3 separate regions of the Mus musculus genome follow, and all the other regions are linked to region 2. Evidence: chromatin contacts called from public HiChIP or PLAC-seq data. All regions are on one chromosome and are shown on one strand. The core of a region is the stretch at or near the end of the contact, and the rest is flanking DNA. Distances in the headings are between cores, read along the strand shown.

Region 1 (3,837 bases), core at 361-2,860, 220 kb before region 2:
GCATTACAAATGCCAGTGTCTCCGCCCATCCCTTCTTGCCTGGGCTACCATACTGTACCATCTCTGGCTGGCTCCTTGGATTCCCACAGTTCTTATTTCGTTCATTCACCGTGCTGTTCCCAGGAGACCTCCCGCACTCTTGCCGTCGAGTGCAAATCTGATACTTTTCCCTTGCTTGATCAAGGGAAAACATTACAGTGCTTCAGGACAGTGTGCCATTTTCCTACACCCCCATCTTGGCACACTGCTATCCTGTACCCGGCCACACCTACCCCGTGTTCCGGAACAGTGAATTGGTCACAGTTCCCAGCGGCTCAGGCTTGTGCGTATTAGTTCTATTTGTCTGGGACGGTCACTCGCTTGTCAGCCAACTTTTCCCTTCTGGTTTTTCCAGACTCAGGTCAAACGTCACCTCCTCTTGAACTCGGCCTGGTGCATCCTCTCCTTTGCCCCAGCTGAACTTTTATTATTTGCACATCTTCTGAGCATTTTGTTGGTAGGGTAGAGCCTAGTCTACTGATGTTGGTTGTAAGGCTATGAGGGCAAGAGCCTGCTTCCTATTCTCTTTGGGTCTTTGGTACCTAATATATCTCTCTCTTTTTGAGACAGGTCTTATGTAGCCCAGGCTGGGCCCCTCAATATGTCGCCAAGGATATTTATCTTTGAATTTCTAATCTTCTTGCCTCTATCTCTTAAGTGCTGGGATCACAGCCTTGAGCCACCATGCTCAGTTTATGTAGAACTGGGGATTGAACCCATGGTTTCGTGCAGGCTAGGCAAGCACCTACCAACTGCACTGAGTCTTCAGCCTATGAACTTCTCTTCACTGATTCTTTGATCCCGAGCTTTGATAAGCTATGTGATCTTGGGTGACCCATTTAACTTTCTTGCATTTTAGTGAAAACAGTAAGTCCTTTGTGAAGATGAGGTGAAATAAAACAGACTGATGCTGTGTAGCTCACACTCCACTTCTCTAAGGACTTGCTATGTTCACTAAATGCATCACTCCTTTGATCTGCATGCTTTTTACTCTATTGTTGAGGTTCTGACAGGAAACCCATGCTCTGACACAAGCTAGGCATGTGCTAAGCTATCATTAGTCTGACTGTGCGCTCTCTTGCCTTGGGACCTTCTCTATCATCAAACGCCCTTTGCCTCCAGACTCCTCTTCTGCTTACAAACCCCTTCTTGTGTCTCCCATTCTGTACACAGGCTCCCCTCAGCCCCACCTCCATCTGGAGTGGGACTTTCTTCTCTGCATCCTGCCAGAGCCCTTCCCAGAGTGTTTCCCTTGGCTTCCATAGCCCTCACACCCACTTCTTTGTTAACCAACACAATCTGGATCCTGCCCTCCCACAGCCTCATCACTGTGTCCTCTGAGAACTCTCTTGCTACTGGGTGGTAGCCCAGGTTTGCTCACTGGATTTCTGGGGCATCCTGGGGTCATCTCCTGGCCTAAGCCACTCCTCCCTGTCTGCCTTGACTCTGCCCTTGCCGGAGTCTCCTTTTCTTTCCTCAACAGCTAGTTGCTCTTTTCTCCTCAGTGTTGATTCAAGGCTCCACCCAGAGCCTCTTGTCTTCTCTCTGCCCTCCTGGGTGGTCACACCCTCTCCTGAGACAACTGCTAGCACAGCTTTGCGTGTGGCTCCTGCTCTGGTTTTTACTAGCAGCTTGACACATCTTGACTCTTTTCAAAATGAATCATTTTTTTAAATGTATCTTTTTAAAAAAAAGACATGGGCCCTCGGGAGGCAGAAGCAGGTTGATTTCTGAGTTCAAGGCCAGCCTGGTCTACAAAGTGAGTTCCAGGACAGCCAGGGCTATACAGAGAAACCCTGTTTCGAAAAAACCAAAAAAAAAAAACCAAAAAAAAAAAAAAAAAAAAAAAGACATGGGTGCTGGGAACAAAACTTGGTTCCTCTGCAAAAGTAACGCATAACACAGGCTCTTAAGCACTGAGCCTTCTCTCTAGCACCTCCGGGAGTCTTTCCTATTGGAGAATTATCTAGATCAGGGTGGCCTATTTAGTCCTGTCTGTGGAAAATGCCTTGATTGTTAATTGTGGTAGAAAGACCCTGCCCACTATGGGAGGCATCATTCTCTATGCAGGGAGAGTCCTGAACTGCATAAGACAGAATAAAGAGAGATGGCAGCCAGCTTCTTCTCTCTTTGCATTGACTGTGGATTTGATACGTTAGGTTCCTGCCTTGAGTTCCCTGAAATAATGGAATATAGCCTGCAATTATCAGTAGAATAAACTGCTTCTTTCCTAAACTGTTGTCAGAATCTTTTATCACTACAACAGAAATGAAAGTAGGACCTTCCCAGGCCACAAGGTTAGTGGGGCTGGCGTTCTATGTGTCCAGCTGCTGGGCAGATATTTTTAGCGGTCTTGTCCCAACCCAGAAGCACCGTCGCACTGCCCTTTCCCACGCATTCTCTTCCGCCCCTGCTCCTGTTACTTCTGTTAATGTCCCCATCATTCTTTTGCCATCGGATGCTCCTGCTGCGTATCCAGTCTCTTGCCAAGCAGGTGCTCTCATTAAAGCAACCCTGTCTGCCCAGTTTGACTTCCCACTGTCCCGCTGAGGGGCTTCAGTATCTCTCAAAAGCATCTCTGTAGACCTTCACCAAAAAATATGTATTGAGCACTTGAAAATAAGAAACCAGTACCCTATGTGGCTATTCTAGGATGCTGAGAGCCAGGAAGGGGCTTATATAAAGGCTCACTATCCAAGGGGGCCAGAAAGAGGGAAGTACGTAGAGTAGGGTATACTCAGGACCCTGTGCCTGCCCTCCCTGGCCGCCACCGATCCTCTACTGCAACCTATGATGTCTGCTGTGCCCGGAAAGCATTCCTTAGATCTGTGACAATTCCACCAGTCCCCTTCCTTAGTGGGAGGCCTCAGCATGCCTGATCAGGTCTTTACAAAGTGCCCAGCAGCTTCTCTAAAGTCAATACCCATTTCTTCCCTTACCCTCCACCACAGCCCATCCTCCCTCCACCACAGGCCACCCTCCCTCCACCACAGCCCACCCTCTACCACAGCTTATCTACTCTCCACCACAGCCCACCCTCCACTACAGCCCACCCTCCATCACCTTCCTCCACCATAGCCTAAGATCCCTTTACCATAGCTCACCCCCACCACCACAGCCCACCCTCCACCACAGCCCACCCTCCACCACAGCCCACCCTCCAGAGCTCTAAAGAACCCTTGCTTCTGTCCCTGCACCTTCTTTGAGCTCCCACAGCTGTTCTGACAAGTTGTCCGTCTGTCCCTAGAAGATGTGACCCTTCTGTCCAACAGAATGGCCAGGAGGAGCAAACCCTCTTCTGCTGGAGACTCAGAGGGCAGCAAGCCCAGCTGTGTCTTCACCAGCAACAAGAGCCCTGCCGAATGGAGCAGACAGATGGCTTGTCAAAGAATATAGATAAGAACAACGCCAGCCATCTTGGTAAAGGCTGTCACCAGGAGCTGGAGGGCAGCCAACTGTGTGGCACCAAGATCTGTGCATGCCTATGGAGGGAACCCAGAGTCCTGGGAAATATCCTGTGTCCCCTGGTGGCCTGTCCAGTGTCATCTTGGTTTCTGCTTCCCACACCACACTGATGCTCGTTCTCCCCGGACTCAATTTCCACATCTGCCAAGCCAGTTGTTACCTCCTGCCTTGTAGACCTACCTCTTCCTCCTCTTCCTCCTTCCCTATTCCCATCCTCCCTCCCCCACCTCTCTCATCTACAAACCCTGAAGCATGGAAATGGGAGATGATGACTATTGGTGGACTTGAATTTGGGATGCTTTCTTTCTACTGTGGTGAGGTAGAGCAGGACAG
Region 2 (4,229 bases), core at 1,123-3,622:
AATAAAGAAACTAGAAGCAGCAGTAGCAGTAGGCTGGCTCAGACTGGAGGGCAATTCTCCTGCCTCTATCTCCTGAGGGCTAGGCTTACAGATGTACACCAGTCTCTCTCGTGAGTTTGTTGTTTACCTGCAAGAGGATCTCAGTATGTAACCCAGGCTGGCTTCCAACCCATACAGATCCAACTATCTCTGCCACCCAAGAACAGGCTTAAATATGTGTGCCTCTTGCTGCTGTTTGCCTGAGTCTTGCTTCTTTTTTTTTTTTTTTTTTTTTTTTTGGCGAGACAGGGTCTCTCTGTGTAGCCCTGGCTGTCCTGGAAGTCACTCTGTAGATCAGGCTGGCCTCGAACTCATAAATCCGCCTGTCTCTGCCTCCCAAGTGCTGGGACTAAAGGCGTGTGCCACCACACCCGGCTCCAAGTCTTGCTTCTGATTTATCTTGTTTTCTGTGTATGATTGTTCTGCTTGCATGCATGCACGTGTGTGTGTGCACACAGGTATATATACACGTATACATTACATACATATTCATTACATACACACACACACACACACACACACACACATATACATATACATATACATATACATATACATATACATATACATATACATATACATATATACAAACTGTATGTTTGGTCCCTACAGGTATCAGAAAAAGGCATGATATCCTTTGGAATTGAAGTTATGGGAGCCATAAGCCACGATGTGTGTGCTGGGAATCTAACCCGGATGCAATGTAAGAATACCAGTGCTAAGAGCTGCTGAGCCACCTCTCCAGCTCACCTCTCTGGTTTCCTGTCTGTTTGGGGGAAGAGGGGTTGAGATAGTCTGAGTGGCCCTGGTTATCCCAGGACTCTCAACTGTAGACCAGGCTGGGTTGGGATCACAGGTGTGTGCCAGCACTCTCAGCCCTTTTGTGTGTCTCTCCTCACAGATCTGGAGAGGCCATGCCAGACACCTGAGCTGTTATCTAGGTACTTTCCAGCACCATTATTTTAACCAAAATGCTACTCACTGGTATGCGAGCCTTTTTTAATCTACACTGTATAGAGCACATAAGTACTTCAGTGTATACTATGTTAGACTTTCACCACTGCACAAAATAGGTGATGATCACGTGATTTCAGGTTTTTATAACACAGTTATTTTGCTATGCTGTTGCTTAGATTGTTGGTTAGGTGGGATGGCAACATGAGGGGACATGTGATAGCCAGGAAGCAAAGAGAGAGAGAGGCACGGAGAGACCAGGTTCCCAATACTCCCCTCAAGGGCTCATATCTGACTAGGCCCTAACTCCTAAGGGCTATTCGACCTCCTAAGAGAACCAAAGACTAAGGACCAAGTCGTCTTAGGCTTTTGGAAGACATTCAGGATCCAAACTATAACAGCAGTTAACTACTTTATCATCTATATTACTATTAGAACTCTCTGGAAAGTCCTACTGCTCTAAGTAGGCTGGGCTGGAGAGATGGCTCAGGGGTTGAGCACTTGTTCTTATGGAGGACTCGGATTCAACTCCCAGCACCCACAAGGTGGCTCACAACCATCTGTAGCTACAGTTCCAGGGGATCCAAGGAGGACACTAGACATGCATGTGTGCACACGAATATATAAAGGCAAAATACACGTAAAATAAATGAAAAGCTAAAAGGAAAAAAAAGCAAAATGTTGCAGGATATTTGATCACACTGTGAATCCTGAGATTGTTTCTCTGTGTAGCCCAGGCTGGCCTTGAACTCAGAAATCCGCCTGCCTCTGCCTCCCAAGTGCTGGGATTAAAGGCGTGCGCCACCACACCAAGCTCTGAGATTGTGTTATTTACTGAAAAACCTGTTTCTAGGTGTGGTGAGGCTCAGCCTTTAGCACACACCTTTAATCCCTCTGGCTGGAATTCAGACACCCACTTAGTGCACTCCTTTAATAGTAAACACTGAAGGTAAAGTTAGTTTGTCGAAGGAAGCACCCAAGTTTAAAAGTGATGTCTAACTGGGTGGCAGGCAAAGTGACAAATCCGAGGAAGAGTTGACAGAACAGGATCTGCCCAACTCTCATGAGAAGAGAAAGGAAAGGGAAGCTACTTGAGGGGCAGTGCAGGGGGAGGGGCGAGCAGTTCTAATGGAACAGTTACACAGAGACAAGTTGCAGAGAAAACCAGCTGGACACAGGTAAAGACAGAATGAGCCAGAGGATGAGCAGGCGCCAGAAGATTAGAACAGATTGCGAGAGTTTGAGGTCAAACAGAACAAGTCAGGAGAAGCTGAGAGAAGCCAGATTGAATCGGTCAGCTTGGAGAGGAGTTTGAGGCAGAGCAGCTGAGTTGAATCAGCCAGTCAGAGCTCAGTGAGCACAAGAAAGGGTGAGCTTATTCAGCAGCAAGTCTCAGAGGCTGAAACATTCTAGGCCTACTAAAGATTGTATGGAGGCTACAAGCTCCTGGGACTGGGCCTAAGTTAACAAATGGAGGCAGGAAACTTCTTTTCTTTTTTTTTTTTCAAGACAGGGTTTCTCTGTGTAGCCCTGGCTGTCCTGGAACTCACTCTGTAGACCAGGCTGGCCTTGAACTCAGAAACCCTGCCTGCCTCTTCCTCCCGAGTGGTAGGATAAAAGGCGTGCTCCACCACGCCCGGATGGAGGCAGAAAACTTGAGACACCAATGTCTTCAGGAAGTAAAAGTAATCTCTACACAAAACAAGCCGCACACGGCAGCCACTACCTTCTGTAACTCCGTCCCAGAGGGGCCAATGCCCTCTTTTGGCCTGTGGTTACTGTACACATCTGATACACAGATAGCCATGCAGAAAAAACACCCAAGCACAGAAAGTAAATAATGTCCTGTAGGAATCCTCTGTCATTTCTCTTTGACCATACTGGGCCCATGCTCCGCGGTAGAGGAATGCCAGCCAAGTGCGTCTGCTGGGAAGTGAAACCTGTTCACTTCCAGGTTCACTGTGATAATGATCAGGAAGGATCAGGAAGGATGAAAACGAACGGGGGGGGGGGGGGGGGGGAAGAGCTCGCTTCTCAGGCTGACCACGTGCTCTGAGGTCAGGGGCCTCCTGGGAGTTTCTCTTTCTTTTTTGAAAAAATACAAAAGTAGGCCGAACGATGGGCCTGGCGGCGCATACATTTAGTCCCAGTGCTCAGGAGGCAGAGGCAGGTGCATCTCAAGTTTGAGGCCAGCCTGGTCTACACAGTGAGCCAGGGCTGTAGAGATGGACAGTGTTTCAAACAAAACAAAAAATGTTTTACTGGGGTAAAATCATGGTTATTAGAATGCTTATTTTGCAATAAAAAATGGTAATTCTATTACGTGTTTACCTAAAACATAGAAAATTACCTTTGATCCACAACTAAATCAGGTCATGACATCTCACAAATGTCTATAACTCCAGTTACAAGGGATTCTATGCCCTCTTCTAGCTTCCAAAGGCACCCAACATGCACATGGCATACACATGTATGTAAACAGAAACCCAGATTCATATAATTAAAATTCAGGAGGGAGAAGTAGATTGACTCAAAGAATTTTTGTTCTTGCTTTTTCGTGTTGAGACAAGGGTTCTACAAAGTTCTGGCTGTCCTGGAACTTTGTAGACCAGGCTGGCCTCAACTTACAGCAGTCATCCTCCTTCTTCTGCTTCGAAAATGCTGTAATTAAAGGCATGTGCCACCATGCCAAGACAACTCTAGGACTTTGAGTTCATCTTGATGTACAGCTTGCAATCCAGACCAGCCAAGACTACAAAAACCACCAAATATCAATCAATCAATCAATAAAAACAAGGGCTGGTGAGATGGCTCAGTGGTTAAGAGCACTGACTGCTCTTCCAAAGGTCGGGAGTTCAAATCCCAGCAACCACATGGTGGCTCACAACCATCTGTAATGAGATCTGATGCCCTCTTCTGGTGTGTCTGAAGACAGCTACAGTGTACTTACATATAATAAATAAATAAATCTTAAAAAAAATAAAAGGAGCCGGGCGTGGTGGCGCATGCCTTTAATCCCAGCACTCCGGAGGCAGAGGCAGGCGGATTTCTGAGTTCAAGGCCAGCCTGGTCTACAAAGTGAGTTCCAGGACAGCCAGGGCTATACAGAGAAACCCTGTCTCGAAAAACCAAAAAAAAATAAATAAATAAAAAAAAAATAAAAGGCCATTGACCTCATGAGAAATACAAAGTTTTGCAAAACCAGTGTAGAAACGTACTGTCACTGAAACAGTCAT
Region 3 (4,014 bases), core at 1,493-3,992, 160 kb before region 2:
TTGGTTTGTCCTTACCTCCGGTTGCTATGGTGATCTGCCGCAGAGGATGCCCATAGAAAGGGAAATCAAAGGACAAGACCACTCTCTGCAGGGACAGGAGAGAGTCCCCATGGGTGGTACTGCCTGCCAGACACAGGTCACCCTCCCTACACCAGACTTATCTGAACAATGTGGGCACCAGCATATCCAGGGGATGGCTCCTAGGATGACAGCTGGGTACCCCACTGAGCTTCCTCTGACTGAACCCGCTCCAATTACAAATCTCAGGCCATAGCCCCATGTACTCCCAGGCCGCCATTGCTGGCCTAGCCCCGAGTCCTGTTAGGCCTAGGCACTCACTGAAGCCTGTCGGTGAGAACTGGAGAGGATCCTGTGGATCTTCACATGACTCCGGTTGGCCACAGCCAGGTCCACCCACAGATCCTGGCTTTGTTTCTCACCAGGGCCGTAGACACGGGACACGTAGTAGTTATGGTTGTCCTCCTGCGGGGACAGAGACAGAGCCTAGAGGTGGCGTGAGGAGCCAGGCAAGCTGGGCACCATCCTCTGCTTCTCCCTACTCAGACTTCCCAATATCCTCCTGGCCCAGCGCACCTGACTGAATGCTTTAGGCCTGAAAGTCCCTGCAACACCCTTGGTGTCTCTCCCAAGCCATTCCTCAACAAGTCTGGCCGTTGCTCCACGTATACTCAGCCCTGTCCTGTCCAGACAAGCCAGAGTTATCCTGTAACTCTAAATGTTTCAGAGCATGATGAAGGGCAAGATCAGTATTGGGGACATGATGGAGAAGCCCCAGATAAAGCCTTCATTTCAAGGACCATGCCTAGATCACAGAGGACATAATCTCTGACCTGCCTAAGAAAAGAGAGAAAATACAACAGCTATAACAACTAGGTCTTAGATGTCTAATGGAGAAGGTAGTCGCCAGAGTTGCTAGTCTGATGGCGGAGGCAGGACACAGGCAATGGAACCCAGGCACAGAGGCAAGAGCAGAACAGAAAACAGTAGTGCCTGTTCTCTGTGGTCACCAGATGGAGGAGAGAAGTGAGGAGTTCCTCAGGGGATAATTTCACATCTCCCTGTGTGGCTGATGCAGATACCACAGCAGGCTGGGTTTCTTTCCAAAGTCTCCCTCAGAGGAGCATCTGGGGCCAACCCTTATAGCAGGCCAGGGAAAGCCAGTGAGCTGGGCTGTCTCAGCACTGCCTGGAGCTGTCCCAAAAGCACCTCACAGGAGGCAGCATCAGGGAGGTCAAAGGCTCCCAAGGCTACCTCGGCTACGGTGATGCCCCGGGCATCATGGATCATTAATCAGGCTGCAGACACAACAGAGCAAACCGTGTTCTTCCTGCTGAGCAAGCCAACTGCCAGTGCTTGGCCTGAGCCCAGTGGAAGCTGGGAAGTGGGGCCCTGGCCACTGTATGCCTGCAGAGAGGCAGAGCATGGCTCCCTGTGACAAGCAATTCCCTGTGAGAACATTTTGGAGCTCTAGGGTTGGGGTGGGCTAAGGGTGGGGGGGGTAAGTAAAGAAACATGGGATGGGGGGATTCTGCTGGAACCACCTGCTTTTGCCAGGCTACACTCCCATTTCAAACAAAATAGTTTAATAAAGGCCAGCTCTGGCTGGAGAGACGGTTCACTCCACACTAACAGTGCTTACTGCTCCGTCAGAGGACCAGGGTTCAGTTCCCAGCATCCACACTGCGGGGTTCACAGTCACCTGCAAACGCCAGCTCTGAGGGACCTGGTCTCTGTGGGCACCACGTGCACATACACATAAATAAAAAGACAATAAATCTTTAAAAAAATAGAGCTTAAAATTTTGAAAAAAAAAAAGAAAATCAGCCCCCACTCCCCTCACCCCAACTTGTTGGTTTCATTTTGGTTTGCTTTTGAGACAGGGTTTCTCTGTGTAGCCCTGGCTAGCTTCTGTAGACCAGACTGGCCTCAAACTCACAGAGATCCTGCCTCTGCCTCCCAAGGGCTGGGATTGAAGGCGTGCGCCACTACTATACAGGTTGATTTTAACACAGGGTCTCAATCGAGTAGCTGAGGTTGGCCTAGAACTTGCTGAGGTTGGCCTAGAACTTGCTACGTAGCCAAGACTGGTCTTGAACTCCCAATTCTCCTGCTTCTACCTCTCAAGTGCTTAGGATTTCAGGCATGTGCAACCATGCAGCCTTAGATGACTGCTCCTGCTTCAACGTCAGCCCCTGACATGCAGAAACAAGGGAGTCACCTCTGTACCTTTGGACCAAGGTTCTCCCTCACCTGATCAGTGCTCAACAAGTGTGTGGGCGTCAGGTGGCACGTGTTTCTAATCCCAGGGACTTGGAAGGCTAAGACAGGAGGCTCACGAGTTCAAGGCCAGCCAGAGCTACATAGAGTCTGGGACAACCCAGGTAACTTGTTGAGCCTCTGCCTCAAAATACAAGGAATAATAAATAAATAAGCAAACACAAAGCAAGTGAAAGCCCAGCTTGGGACCCAGCTCAGCGTGAGAGCACATGCAAGGTGCAGGGTTTGTTGCCCAGCAACAGAAGAAATTCCAACAAACTGCATTTGAGGCACAATATGCCCTCTTATGACTAAGAGACCAGTGAGGAATGGGTTGCGAATTTGAAAATAAACCTGCCTCATCAAAACTCAGGCTGAAGGCCTGGCTGGCTCTGAAGGGGAGGAGTGGGAAGGACATTCCATTCCTTGGGCATGCTGCGGTGGCTTTAAGCTCAGCCTCCCTAAAGGTGTGTCCAATCCCATTCTCCAGCATCCACAAAGGTGACCTTCCTAGAAACAGAGTCTCTTCAAGTAAGTAGAGTCAAGGTCACCCTGGATTAGAGAAGTTTGATTCAATGGCTGCTGTCTCTGTTGTTGTTGTTGTTGACGACATGGTCTCTCTGTGTGACCCTGGCTATCCTGAAACTCACTCAGTAGACCAGGCTAACCTCAAACTCAGAGATCCACTTGCCTGCTTCGAATAAAGGCATCACCACCACAGCCCAGATGCTATCTTTATCTCTGGAGGGCAAGAGCCAGACAGAGGAAATGAGACCCAGGAAGTCATGTGATCGCAGAGGCAGAGACTGGACTGATGTCCTTAGGCCAAGGAGGGCCAGGGATGCCCAGGAGTCGCCAGGAGCTAAGAGGCTGGCAGGAGTGGCTCTTCCCAGGGCCTCCAGAAGGAGAGTGGCTTCAGACTCTAGGCCCGGGAGAGAATAAATGTCTTACAGCAGAAAATGAATTCAGGTACCCTCAGCTGTAAGCTGCTGTGGTTCCGTGGGGGCAGCCTGGAGTTGTTTGCCTCCCTCCCTGTCACTCCCCTGCTTAGGACACCCTGGCGCTCAGTTAGAGAGAATGAATGTTGGACCTCTTACCACAGTGTGCTAGGCCCTGTGGGCCAGAGCCTGGCGTTGCCTAGACAACGTGCATTCCAGATTCCTTGTCACTAACGGAGCATCAGAGTAAGCAATATGTCCAGCATACAACAGCACAACAGAAAACAAACAACTGGCTATGGAGATTTTAATGGGGTCTTTGGGAAGAAATCCAATTTAACTGCTTGTCCCTGTTAGCTTTTTCCTCCTCCTCCTCCTCCTCCTCCTCCTCCTCTTCCTCCTCCTCCTCTTCCTCCTCCTCCTCCTCCTCTTCCTCCTCCTCCTCCTCCTCTTCCTCCTCCTCCTCCTCCTCTTCTTCCTCCTCCTCCAGTCTGGCATGCAGACCTGATAGCTGGAGCTCCAAAAACCACATTGTAAGTTTAAGGGCAGGTACCACATCCTAAGGATGGAAGGGTACAGAGCTGGGTGGGGCCTAGGTTTTTGATGACACGTTGGAAGGATGGCTCTTAAGTCTCTGACGCCTGTCACCTAAACAAACTTTAGATGGCAGTGGTCTGATCCTGTGCCCACCCCCACTCCTGCACCCCCCTTTTTCTCCCTCTTTACTGGGTGTCTCTCTGTTCTGGAAATCATCAACACTTGTCTGCCTCAGGGCCTTGGTGTCTTCGGTCCCTAAAAT

The links. HiChIP or PLAC-seq counts read pairs in DNA pulled down with a chosen protein or histone mark.
Region 1: a contact with region 2 is called in an H3K27ac HiChIP or PLAC-seq map of embryonic stem cells, with 6 read pairs. The contact joins two enhancer-like sites. A contact is called at or near these places in 1 of 484 Hi-C or Micro-C datasets (pancreatic cancer cells) and 2 of 115 datasets of contacts at active chromatin or transcription factors (both in embryonic stem cells).
Region 3: a contact with region 2 is called in an H3K27ac HiChIP or PLAC-seq map of embryonic stem cells, with 5 read pairs. The contact joins two enhancer-like sites. A contact is called at or near these places in 5 of 39 promoter capture datasets (the C10 cell line, the HPC-7 cell line, cranial neural crest and 2 more) and 1 of 115 datasets of contacts at active chromatin or transcription factors (embryonic stem cells).

What each region holds. Positions count from the first base shown.
Region 1 is chr11:97,904,696-97,908,532 of GRCm38.p6, forward strand. No RefSeq gene overlaps it. Among named protein-coding and RNA genes, the nearest start is that of Fbxo47, 22 kb to the left of the region's middle. Within about 2 kb of position 1,611, at least 16 of the 459 cell types and tissues checked have an H3K27ac peak or open chromatin away from gene starts, as enhancers often do. A contact at or near this core is called in embryonic stem cells, where this site is marked.
Region 2 is chr11:98,118,974-98,123,202 of GRCm38.p6, forward strand. All of the region lies in intron 2 of Fbxl20 (F-box and leucine-rich repeat protein 20), which reads right to left. Among named protein-coding and RNA genes, the nearest start is that of Fbxl20, 29 kb to the right of the region's middle. Within about 2 kb of position 2,373, at least 18 of the 459 cell types and tissues checked have an H3K27ac peak or open chromatin away from gene starts, as enhancers often do. A contact at or near this core is called in embryonic stem cells, where this site is marked.
Region 3 is chr11:97,956,084-97,960,097 of GRCm38.p6, forward strand. Plxdc1 (plexin domain containing 1) reads right to left here. Exons shown (of 14, transcript NM_028199.3): 3 at 340-483; 4 at 16-85. Among named protein-coding and RNA genes, the nearest start is that of Plxdc1, 28 kb to the right of the region's middle. Within about 2 kb of position 2,743, at least 62 of the 459 cell types and tissues checked have an H3K27ac peak or open chromatin away from gene starts, as enhancers often do. A contact at or near this core is called in embryonic stem cells, where this site is marked.